2 separate regions of the Canis lupus genome follow, and region 2 is linked to region 1. The links are chromatin contacts, called in public Hi-C maps. All regions are on one chromosome and are shown on one strand. Each heading gives the region's core, a stretch centred on a gene start, on an enhancer-like site or on the middle of the called end of the contact. The rest is flanking DNA. Distances are from core to core; before and after follow the strand shown. Region 1 holds the start of RPE (ribulose-phosphate 3-epimerase). Region 2 holds the start of KANSL1L (KAT8 regulatory NSL complex subunit 1-like protein).

What was found. A called contact is a pair of places that touch in the nucleus more often than the background predicts.
Region 2: a Hi-C map of blood shows a contact between it and region 1, with 2.9 times the contacts expected there. The contact joins the promoter of KANSL1L here to the promoter of RPE in region 1. A contact is called at or near these places in 2 of 9 Hi-C or Micro-C datasets (both in blood).

The regions. Positions count from the first base shown.
Region 1 is chr37:17,732,087-17,738,211 of UU_Cfam_GSD_1.0, forward strand. It overlaps RPE (ribulose-phosphate 3-epimerase), which reads left to right and starts at 2,185. Exons shown (of 6, transcript XM_038585637.1): 1 at 2,185-2,306. The coding sequence starts at 2,260. It overlaps UNC80 (protein unc-80 homolog), which reads left to right. Exons shown (of 64, transcript XM_038585623.1): 64 at 1-358.
Region 2 is chr37:17,878,868-17,885,140 of UU_Cfam_GSD_1.0, forward strand. It overlaps KANSL1L (KAT8 regulatory NSL complex subunit 1-like protein), which reads right to left and starts at 3,484. Exons shown (of 14, transcript XM_038585636.1): 1 at 3,332-3,484.

The DNA of each region.
Region 1 (6,125 bases), core at 935-3,434:
AACCAAGGGCAGAATGTATTTGGAAAAGCTTAAGACAAATTTACTTATATTATTTCAGGATCATTTAGCATTACAGATCAATGTACCTCCATAATATTTTTCAATAGTCACTGTGACTGCAGGATGAAAATCCTTTATTAGCCATTTTATAGGTAAAAACAAAAGATTGATTACACAGCCAACTTCCCTCAGATGACTTTGAAGTCTGTTATGAATACTGAATGACCAAAGAGCATGGGAAAAAATGCATATGAATAAATACTGAAACGTTTATGAAAGATATTTATGAAAGATATTAAGACCTCTGTGTTTGAATATGCACATATAATAAAATAAAGCTAAAAACATTTAAGATGCCTGATTCAGTTTCATTTCTCATTTCTCAACATAGGGAATAGGTCAACTCATTGGAGGAAAGTGTTCCTTTTGCATCCCTGGGGTGTGCCCGGGCATCTCTTCTCAAGCCCCGTGGTCTGGCTGGAGGTCACCCTTCAGTTAGACACCTCCAGGTCTTCTCTCCAACCCATCTGAGCTCCATTTTACTCAAGCTTTCCACCCATATATTTCAAAGTAAAGCAGAATGGGCTTCTGGGTATCCCAGTTTGATTTCTCTGCCTGGATCTGTGACCTGCTGGAATAACTGGCAGATTTCCCAGGAGGAATGGGAAGGAACTGGTTGCCCTCTGAATGCGGCCAGAACCACATGGCGTCCACGTCCCCACCAGCTGTCTTGTAATAGTACAAATGTGTACAAATAGTACAAAGTGCCCATTCTCTGCCATCTAAGCTATGCTCTTGCTAAATCCCCTTTTTTCCCTCACACGGTTTTATTTCAGCTCGTCCTGACTCAATGACCCTAGACACACTTAGCAGAGGCACAGATCCTCTCTCTTCCAGATTGTGTTTGGACAGCAAATGTATTAGTTTGTCAGCGAACATGACAGAGAGAAAAGCAGACGGTTAGAAGCTTGAGGGCCGGAAGTCAAGAAGGAAAATAGTAATAACCACCCCGATTTGTTTTTTTTTTGTTGTTGTTAATATTTTTTATTTCAACTCAAATATATTTCCTATTTCCCTTTTTGAAAATTTTTTTATTGGAGTTCAATTTGCCAACATATAGCCTAACACCCAGTGCTCATCCATCCCATCAAGTGCCCCCCTCAGTGCCAGTCACCCAGTCATCCCCACCCCCTGCCCACCTCCCCTTTCCACCACCCCTTGTTCATTTCCCAGAGTTAGGAGTCTCTCATGTTCTGTCTCCCTCACTGATATTTCCCACTCATCCTCTCTCCTTTCCCTTTATTCCCTTTCACTAATTTTTATATTCCCCAAATGAATGAGACCATAGAATGTCCTTCTCCGATGGACTTACTTCACTCAGCATCATACCCTCCAGTTCCATCCACCTCGAAGCAAGTGGTGGGTATTTGTCGTTTCTAATGGCTGAGGAATGTTCCATTGAATACCTAGACCACAGCTTCTCTATCCATCATCTGTCGATGGACACCGAGGCTCCTTCCAGTTAGACTATTGTGGACCGTGGAAGCAGCTCAGAGTCCGTGGACAGATGCATGGATGGATAATTTGCAAGCAGCACCAGGCCGCACGTGCCTGGATTCACCTGCCAAATCCTTACATCCCCCAAAGGCTGGGAGGACCCTAAGAGGTGAGAAAACAGAAGCAGGGAGAACTGTTAGTTCCGAAGCGCGAGGCCTCTGCCCTGAGCCTGACTCCTCCACCTCTTGGCAGGAGTTCAAGGAGGGAGGCGCGAGCGGGGAGGACTGCTGTTTTGTTCCTTGACGACGAGCGCAGGAGCTGGAGCGGAGAGCGAGGCCCATGCAAGCAACGGGGAAGCACAAAGCGAGCGAGGGCGTGAGGGCAAGGCAGGGGAGCTGCAGGGGTGCAAAGCTGCCCGAGTTCCGCGAGGACCGCGCACTCCGAGGGGCGGGCTTCCCGGAGGGCAAGCGCAAGGAGGATGGGCCTGCAGGCAAGGCCCCGCCCCCAGGCCCCTGGGCGGGCGGCCCCGCCCCCTGGGGAGGCGGGACTTCCGGCGCGCGGGCAGCTGCTTCCGGCGGAGTCCGGAAGACTGTACCGGGAAGGGGCTAGAACTGCGCAGCCAATCGGGGCGACACTCTGGTCCTGCCGGGGGACTCGTGGGTGACTTGCTCTCGGGGACCAGCACCATGGCGTCCTGGCTGCAGGATTGGCCCGTCCATCCTTAACAGCGATTTGGCCAACTTAGGGGCCGAGTGCCTCCGGATGCTGGACTCTGGGGCCGATTATTTGCACCTGGATGTAATGGACGGGTAACTCCGCGGCGCTGGGCGCTGGGCGCTGGGTCTGGGCGCTGGGGTCGGGTGGCCGCGCGGGCCGCTCGGCGCAGCTTGGTGGGCGCCTGTTGGGTGGGTGCACGGCGGCCCGGGCCGCGGAGCGCCTCGCTCCGAACGCGCTCCTGAGAAGGGGCCCGGCGGGGAGGGCCCCGGGGCGACCCCGAGGGAATCCGGCCCCCCGCCCCCCCCCCCCCCCCAACGTGTGGTCTCCAGCCCTCGGGACCCGCACGCAGTCGGGGACCTCCAGGACACGGCGCTCATTTTCAGTGAGGGAAACTGAGGCCCAGGGGGATAGGCATGACTTGCCCAAGCTCATATGGCTAGTTAGAGGCTAACGCTGGGGAGGCTCATCCGTGTGACGACGGCGAGCCCGGCACCTTGGAGAGCCTGCCCGCGTTCTGCCCATTAGGTGGGACAAGCCGCTTCACCTCGCTGAGCTTCGGCTTCATTCTGTGAAAAATGGGAATAATGAGGGAACCTGCCCCGCGCAGGCCCCTCCGGAAGGCGGACGGGCCGAGCGCCCAGCATGCAGGGCCTGCCCTACAGCAGATTCCCTGTGATCCGCAGTTGTCGGGGTCGTTGTTGGAATTTTGATTCACCTGTTTATTTTCTCTTCAGGCACCCTGCTCTCCAGGGAGGTCAGTGTTTTGTTTTGTTTCTGTTTTTTTTTTTTTTTTTTTTTTGTAAGTAATTTGTAAGCACCGTAGTTGTAGCACACAGTCCAGATCGTTCAGAATCAGGACGATGCTGGTTTCTGGAAGGTGACTCCACAAGGTGGGAACGAACCTGGCGACCAAGGTGGGACTCTCAGGGGCACACAGCATCGTGCCCCAGTTGCAGATTGTACTTTGTTAGATTCGCCAAGTAGTTTCTTTTCTTTCCTTTTTTTTTTTTTTTAACTTTAAGATTATTTATTTATTTATTAGAGAGAGAGAGGGAGAAGCAGGCTCCATGTAGGGAGCCCAACGTGGGACTCGATCCGGGGTCTCCAGGGTCACGCCCTGGGCTGAAGGCGGCGCTAAACCGCTGAGCCACCCGGGCTGCCCTCCTTTCTTTTTCTTTTTCTTTTCCTTTTTCAAACATTTTTACTTATTCATGAGAATACACAGAGAGGGAGAGAGACACAGGCAGAGGGAGAAGCAGGCTCCATGCAGGGAGCCCGACGTGGGACTCGATCCCAGGTCTCCAGGGTCACGCCCTGAAGGCGGCGCTAAACCGCTGGGCTGCCCGCCAAGTAGTTTAAGTCGCCCGACAACTGGCCTTAAAGTAATAACAGCCATTACCTTGGGTCCGGGTAGAAAAATAATTGATTTTAAATAGGTGGAATGCCTGTGTGCCCTCGCGCAAATTTGTGTCATTTACGAAAAGAATCAGTCACTGCCTTTTGGTTTTGATGTCACTCCCGTTCAGAACAAGAGTTCTGTCTGTCTTCCTTTGTTCGGTCTGGTTAGATCTTGTTTCCCGTTTGCACCTCATTCATTTATCAGTATCCCGACCGATAATGGCAAATTCTTGACCCGAGAGTATTGAGAATTCTAGGGTAAGTGCATCAGATTAGTAAATACTGCCTCTTCACAAAAGCGCGATTTTATTGTGCTGTCATGGGAGGTAATTCTGCTTTTCTGGAAAGTTCTGAACTTTCACACATAAGTGAATGGAGTGTGTACTTCAGAGATGGGCCCGTTTTCAAGTGTGGGACATGAAATTTGGCGTCTGAGACCCCTACGTCAGGATGGAGCAGGCCGCACATATATGTGTGTAGTCTCTTTAACAGGCACAGCAATTTGATTTTTTTTTTTTTTTTTTAAATAAGTCTCCGACCATGTTTGAGTAAGGGAATGGAAAAGATAACTTGTTTCTCTTCACAAGTCAGGACTATGAGCCGTAACAGTAGCAGCTAATATTTTTGAACATTTCACTAATTCTGATGTTTTTTTGGGAATTAACTCACACAACCTCATGAGGTTGGTGCTGTTATTGGCACCAGCACTTGACAGTGAGGAATTGGACACAAAGAGGTCAAGTCACCTGTCCGAGATCTCCTAGTTGGGAAGTGGAGGAACCAGGATCAGAAGCATGCAGCGGCTTGTGTTGTCTCAGAAACGAATGGCTTCTGTGGCTCCTGGGCTAATAAAAAATGATTAAGACATTCTTTTTCCTCAAAGAGGAACTAAAAGTTTATACTTAACGTTTGTGTATTTCGTATCTCTCCTGCTAACGCTGCAGACTCTGAAAGCAGGGTCTCTTTGTGGCTCACCTCAATCCTCTTCAGGTGAAGCACCATGGCAGGTTTAGTTATGATTGGTTGAATGAATGATTGGATCCATCGTAAGAGGGATTTCTAATGAATCACATTTGTTCCTTCCCAGCCCCTGTGGCAGACCCGGAGCTTATTAAGATAAAAGTATTTGTCTTTATTGACTCCTTTACCCCTTTGCCAAGTAACATCTTGGTTTGACAAAATTAAATTCTCCAAACACCGTTTTAAAATCCTTTCCCTTTTAACCTTCACAACTTTTTGAGCTAAGAGGTATTTTTATTTCCCTTTTGCAAAGGAGGAAACTAGTTTAGGGAGGTTCAACCTCTTGTGATCTGCAGCCAGAAGAGGCAAGGCTGGCTCAGGTGCATTGTTTCCTAGGCCAGGTGTGTGAAAGTGGGGGCCTGGACTCCCTTTTCCTTTTTTTTTTTTTTTTAAAGATTTTATTTATTCATGAGAGACTCAGAGAGAGAGGGGGCAGAGACACAGGCAGCGGGAGAAGCAGGCTCTCTGCAGGGAGCTCGATGTGGGGCTTGATCCTGGGACTCCAGGATCACGCCCTGGGCTGAAGGCAGGCGCTAAACCGCTGAGCCACCCAGGGATCCCTGGACTCCCTTTTCCAAGGTGGCCAGCCACAGCTTAGCTTCCCTCCAGGTCCTGCCTTCATGCTTTTTTTTTTTTTTTTTTTCCCTGATCCGTTTAAACGGACTCCACTATTACAGTTTTAGTGCACCTATTATTTCCCCTCCCCCCAATTTCTCTCCTGATTAAAACTGAATGTCTTCATCTTGAAAGTCAGGAACGAGTTTTGGGAATACTGTGGGGCATGGTGCATGGTGTATGGTTGGATACTTGGGAAAAAAAAAAAAAAAAAAGAACAAGTGAGTTCTCTAGAAAAGAAAATTGGAAAGCATATAAACCTATCATGACACGACAGTGACCAGAAATGCGTTGGTCCTCAGTGTAGGAGAAGAGCAATTATGCAATTTCAAATTGCTTACCAGGATTTAGGGTTGGGGGATTTCACATTAGTACTAAATTGCTGACTTTTGAAAAACATCCAAAGGTTCGCCGGTGGTGGGTCGACAGCCTCCTGAGGCCACAGCGGGCTGGAGCTGAACGGAGCCGCCGTAGCAGCTCGGCTGGTGGATGTTCTTCATCGGTCTCCTGTCCCCACCTGCCCTGTTGTGCTCCTCCGTGTTTCCTGCCAGCCCCTGTAGACATACGAAAGGTGTTTCCGGATTCACTGGAGATGTTTTCTGGTTACTGCCTAGCTCCATTTTAGATCAGCCTTCGCCAAGTCTTCTAGCCATCTTAGCCTTGATGGGAGAGCCGGTAAAGGTTTTATTTGTCTGAAGCTGATTGTATGACAATTGTAAACAAAGCTTAGGGTTGATGATGGGAAGTGATGAGAGAGAAAATAATTCTGTGCCTGTGTTGGAGAGGATTATAGCCAAATCTCAGGAAGTCTCTGGGGGGAAAAGAGACCTTTTTTTTATTGTGTGTTCTTTTTTGCAGACTTCACAAAGTACCTTTAA
Region 2 (6,273 bases), core at 2,234-4,733, 150 kb after region 1:
GCCTTTTGAAATTGAACATACAGAAAGTAATGTAAGACTGTACCGATGATGCAGGGTCATCCTTATGTACAGTATTCTATTATAGTCCCGTAATGCAGTCAGGACTTTTAGGATAGAGGTATAAGATAATATGCTTTAAATTCAGTAAACTGGTTGCTAATTCCCTACGGCCTGTCACTTCTGTTGCAAGCAGCCTCACTTTGCAGTTTATAACTTGAGAAGCCTAACTGGTAAACAATCCTAAACACAATCCTAAACCTGAAGGAGACAGCTTTCTGCCTCCTTTACAATCTAATACTGTATAGACTAATGCAAAAGGATATGCGAGGAAAATAACTGAATAGATGAAAATAAGAATTACAGATGACATACGGTTTTGTGGTAGGTTAAAGGCAGTAAAAGATGTTACAGGCAGTAATAGGTGGACTATCAAGAACAATGTGAATAATCAAACAAAGGAACTTTAGACAGTAGGCTTAAAAAAAAAAAACACAGAAAAGGCTACACATGAAACACAATGATGGAAGTGAAATCTGTAAATGAATTCCATACAAGATAGAAAAGTGAATAAACGAAATGAAATAGTTTATCATAGCAAATGGCATAAAAACTGGACGGAGCTCTTGGGATAATGCAGTAGTTGAACAATGAGAAGTCACTGGACCTCTTAGTAGACAACTGTGAGATCAATGAAGCCCCTACCTGAAGAGAGAAGTACTCAAAGTAATGAATCAAACAATAAAGGTAGAAACGTAGGGGGTAAACTGAGTAAGACAAAAAGCAAGACATCATTTCCTGATCTTCCAGAGGTCAAAAAGGTAAATATTAACAAGCCAAATGGCAAGTATTCATTGCCACTTTGTGATTTGCAGCATATCAACTACAAAATATATTCTCCTCCTTCAAGCACCTTACGATAAAAAAAAAAAAAAATAGATATACAACAGACATAGTGGGGAAAACATTAATGCAAATTAAAGCAAGGGGTTTTTTGTGTCAATACTAACACCAGATGATGAACAATGATGTAACGTGAGGCTGGCTCATACACTAGAGGAGTATAAATTGACACAACATTCTGGAAGGTAGTTTGGTGATGGTCAAGAGCCTTAAACACACACACGACCCCAGATTCTGACCTAGTAATTTCTTTTACAAATCTAAGGGGCGGGGGAGATTTCAATGGCCATTCTCTGAAGTTTACAGGTCGGCAAAACATCAGAAACATCCCAAACATCTGCCAATAAGAAAAGTTTTAGATATGATGGTTACAGGATATAGTTGTTAACAGCCAAAAATTATTTTTCAAGGACCGATGACTCGAGAACGTTTAGGAGGTAGAGTTAAATGAAAATATTACCGCATGAACTCACTTGGAGGAAAAATCCACAAACACGCATAAGAAAATATTTAGGAATACAAACTATTTTTCTTGTTAACGCTCTTTATTTTCCAAATGATTTTTTTTTTTTTTAAAGATCATTTAACAAAACAAGCAATTGTTATTCGGAAAGGCACATGTGATAGACACGCAAAAGACAAATGCAAAAAATAAATGGGCTAGGCGGCCTCTGGAGTAAGAAGGATCTCGTCTAAGAACTTACTCTAGAAGGACTGGGTGAGAGAAGCAATGACCATCTCTCTGGATTAAAACTCTGAAGACCTACATGATGGCAACCCTGGCACTGACCTGAGTAAGTAAGTAGGTGGGAAAATCGAAGGTAACAGTTACTAGAACAGATTTTTTAAGATATTCAAATACAAAAAAAAAAAAAAAAGATATTCAAATACATCCTAGTTCATGATTCATTCAGTTTATACTCTTCCAGGAGGCTGGGTTTAAAAACAAAACAAAACAAAACAAAAAAAAGCAAAAACCTGACTTTTGCTATAAAACCGTTTCACTTCTCAATTTCGGTAGTTCCGCAGTATCGGGAGAGATCGTAAACCGCTTTTCCCGACGCGAGGTTATCTTAATCCTCCCTAACAATCCCAAAGCGGGGACCCTATTGTGAAACTATTTTACAAGACGAAACAAACATTGAGAAAAGAGGGGTTGGGACTTGCCCAAAGGAAGCGGCCGGTCGAGAACCGCGGGCGGCAGGCACCGCTCAAGGCTAGAAAACCTCCTTCCCAAGCGACCCACGTTCCAGAACACCGCGTTTCTCCCCAACACCGCATCATTTTGAGAGCCGCTTCCACCTCGTCGGAGACCCTGCCAGTCCCGGCTGCGGGGCTGGCAAACAGCTCCCTGGCTCGGCTGCTCACAAAACTGACCCCATCCTGTACTTTCTTAAGACACATTCCCAGCAGAACCCGCCTCGGCACCAAGTCAAAGCCAACTGGGTAGGGCGAAAGAAGTCACCGTCTGAAATCTCAGCAGCTGACTATAAAAACTTTGGGGAAATCAAAAAAAAAAAAAAAAAGGAATGTGCTTCCCTCAGTCAAAAAAAAAAAAAAAAAAAAAAAAAAACAACCTTCTCCACCCCCCCGCCCCCACCCCTGCGCCGAGCCTCCCAGCTGATCCGCGGTAAAGGGTGGAGTGGATCCGCGGGGCCGGGCGGGCAGGGAACCCGCCCCACACCCGGGACTTCCCTCTCGGTGCACAGTCAGCCCCCTCCTTTCTCCGAGGACCAGACACGAGAGCCCCCCCCGCCGCCGTTTCCCGCGACCTCAAAATTTTCCAGCAACGTCCGTCCCCCCTTCCGAACACCCACGGACGCACCACGCCTCTCTACCCCCATCTAGTCCTAAAATCCAAATCAACGTCGCCCGAAAATAAAGGATAAGATAAAAGAAAACAAGGGCCCAGAGCGGCACCGACGGCTCCGCGGCAGGGCGCCCCCCAAGCCGGCCCGGCGAGACCGCACCCCGCAGAGGCGCGGCCGCCGGGGCCGGGGCCCGGGCCGGGGGCGGGGGCGGGGGCGGGCCCGGCGGACCACGTGTGCGGCCGTCTGCGCACGCGCCCGCCAAAACAAAAGGGAGGCCCGCCAAGCCCCGCCCCGCCCCACGTGACCGCGCCGGGGCCGCCCCCACCCCTCCCTCCACCGCCGCGCTCCCTCCCCTCCGCGCCTGTGCCAAGGCTGTTAGGTTCAGCCGTTTAAATTTGGCTGCGCTCCGACCCCTGCCCTAGAGCGCGGTCCTGCGCCGGGAGCCGGAGTCCGACAGCCCGCGGGATTCGGGGGCCCGAGGGGCTGCCGTTCGGCCGCCCGGCCCGCCAGTCCTCCCGGCGCCGGAGGACTCCGCTCCGCTCCCCCCGCCCGCGCCGCCGCCGGCCGCGGCACAGGAGACCCACCCCCCTCAGCCCGCCGCTGAGACGCCGGCCACTCGCCTGCTGGGGCGCCCTGGCTCCCCTCCGCCGCCGCACCTTCGGTCCGGCCGTGGTGGGGGCTGCCGAGCTGATCTCTAGCTGCCCGCCCGCCTCCCCCCCCCGCCCGGGGCGCCGCGGCCTCGTCTGCAGAGCGCGCCCCGCTCCCGCCCCGGCCGCCGCCGCCGCCGCGGTTTAACAGTCCGCCCGCTGCCCGCAGCTCCGGGCGGCTCGGGGACGGAACCCTGCCGCGGCGGAGGGGCGGTGGGCGGGGCCAGCGCCAGCCAATGGCAGCGGGGGAGGGGAAGCGCTATGCAAATGAGCGCGGGTGGCGGGGAAACCCCGGCCGGGGGCGGGGCCTGCGGCCGCGGCTCGGAGCGTTCTGGAAGCGGCTGGAGCGCGGCGGTGCGGGGGCGGCGGCGGCGGCGGCGGCGGCGGCGGCCCCCCGGGGGCGGGTTCCGGGTCCTTCTCGCTTCCTCCTCGCCTCTTCCCTCGCCAGCGGGAAGCACGCGCGCGGGCGCGCACACACACGCACACGCACACGCACACACACTCCACAAAAATCCGGGCGGGCGGGTGACTTCCCGCCCTTGCTCTATTTCTGCACGACCGTGCTAGGGAGCGCGGAGCGCGGGGCAAGTCAGGCTGCAAGGCGCCCGCGCTCGGGCTGCGCCGGCTCCTGCCTCCAGACCCTCCCGCCTGGCGGCTCGAGGGGCAAGTTTTAACAAAGCTCGGTCACAGCTGCCAAATCTGTACTCCTCCGTGCCTCTGGAGGAGGAGAAATTGCAGACGTGCTCTGCGCTCCAGGCCAGAGTCATAATCCCGTACGACCCCCGAGAGGCCCTGAAACAGGGTGACAAATCAGCCTGGGATCCAGCTGGGTCGTTTCACGGTGAGAATCCGGAGCCGTCCGCTCCAGCTTTCTTAAATCTGTCCAAAGCTGGTCGGGAGTTAGCTCCGTTCTGCAGGAGCGCAAATAAACGGGGTTTTGTGTGCAGAGAGTCGGCCAGGGACCCATGAGAACATTTCTGAGGGTCTTGCACCTGGCTCCGCTCACCCCCAAACTACACCCGGGCATTTCCCCGGCCATGCACTTTTTTTTTTTTTTTTTAATAAACTGAGCACTGGATATAGCTCCTTAGATGATGTGCTCTACAGGCTTTCTTAAGCACCTAATTTACACATAAAATGATTTAGGGAATAAAGCGCTCTAGAATTTTAGATCCAAAAAGACAAATGCCTTTATTTCAACCTTCTTAATTGAATAAGATTGGAGGGGAGAGGCGGGCGGGGGAATCCAAGGAATCGGGAGTTACAACAAAGCATGAGGCATGACACAGATTACTAGAATTAGAAAATAACCGCCTTGTTCCTGGTTTTTCTAGTGGATTGGGACATTACTGCAATAACTTTATGACAAGCTGCATTTATAGCAGAGAATACTTTCTAAAATTGTTCAGGACAATAATTGCGCCTTCATTTCATATGGGGTAAGGGAAGAGCTTCAGGAAATTGATTTACCTTCATTGGACTAAAAATTGTAAGCGAATGATGTGAAAATACTTAAATCAACAAATATATACTCGATATTCACTGTATTCAAAAGATTGTCCTTGTTCCTGGGGACAGAAATGCAAAAAAAGTGAGTACGTTAAAATAGTGTTTCTTTTAACAGTCTAAGAAGTCAAATCAGTATTGAGATAGTTCAAAGGAAGATTTTCTTTTTTTAATTTAAGCTGGGTATTTCTAAAGGCATCAATCAAATGATAGTATCTTTGAATAGAGGCCATGTTCATGGTATTATTGGGCTCAAAAATTACATGTCAACTAGATTGTGTATATCTTGAGTAACAGGAATTCAGATTTTAGCCTGAAGGAATTGTGGTGCCGTGAAATTATTTGAGGATACGTTTTCTTCTCTGACGTAATTATCACTTAATAAAACAAAGTATTCATATAGTTACCAAATATTTATTGCACACGTGGTGATGGTTATGGGAGATACAGCCATAAACAAAGTTCCTGCCCTGGTGGAATTTGTAGAGGATGGTACAGGCATTGAGCTTTATAATTATGCAAGTCATAACTCAGAGGCATTTTTACATATATTATTGTTCATCAAACAATCCTAGGAGATAGATTGTTTCCAATTCTCCAGGTTGATTCTTTTTTTCTCATAGTCCTGCAGTCCACCAAATTTGTAGACCTTAAATAAACATTTTGGTCCATCAAGTCATCATAGAAACATAATCTTCTCATTTCTTTTATATTCAGTTTTTGATACTTTAAAAATAGCAGAAACCTGGGGGATAGGAAATTATTAATAACATACGTTTGGTTTCAAAAATGTAGAAAAGCCCAAAGAAGAAAAGCACAGTCTTTTATATGTATGAGATGACCCTGCACACTTCTTTACCCCATTTAACCAAATATTGAGCACATTGTTTGTTTATACTGAACATTACCCTAAATATTTTAATATTTATAGCATATGCATGCTGGTTTTCCAGAAACTGTAGAATATCAAAGCTCCTTAATATGAAATTGATATACTGAATCATTTGTCAAATCATTTTCCGTATTACTTATTCATCAAAAGTCTGAAGAAATGCTCATAATCTTTTTGATCAAGGATATATTATTATTAAGAGGGTACATTAAAGGCATTTGGATTTCTAAGAAAAAATTTAATAATGGCCAAGAGACTTACAGAACCAGCAAGAACAAGGAGAAGGGAAGGGCACTGTTCTTGCTGACATAATTATTACCTGTCTAGAAGCACATAAATGTGTCCAGGTAAGCAGTATTACAGTGATTTCATGAGATAAACTTGTCTCCATAACACCAGTTTTTATTCAGTCGCTCTCTTCATTCAAGAAACATGTGTGCAGCACTTAATATACAGCTGACATTATGATAAATGCTAGCGATACAGGAAAAAGATCACATTCTACTCTTAAGCAAGC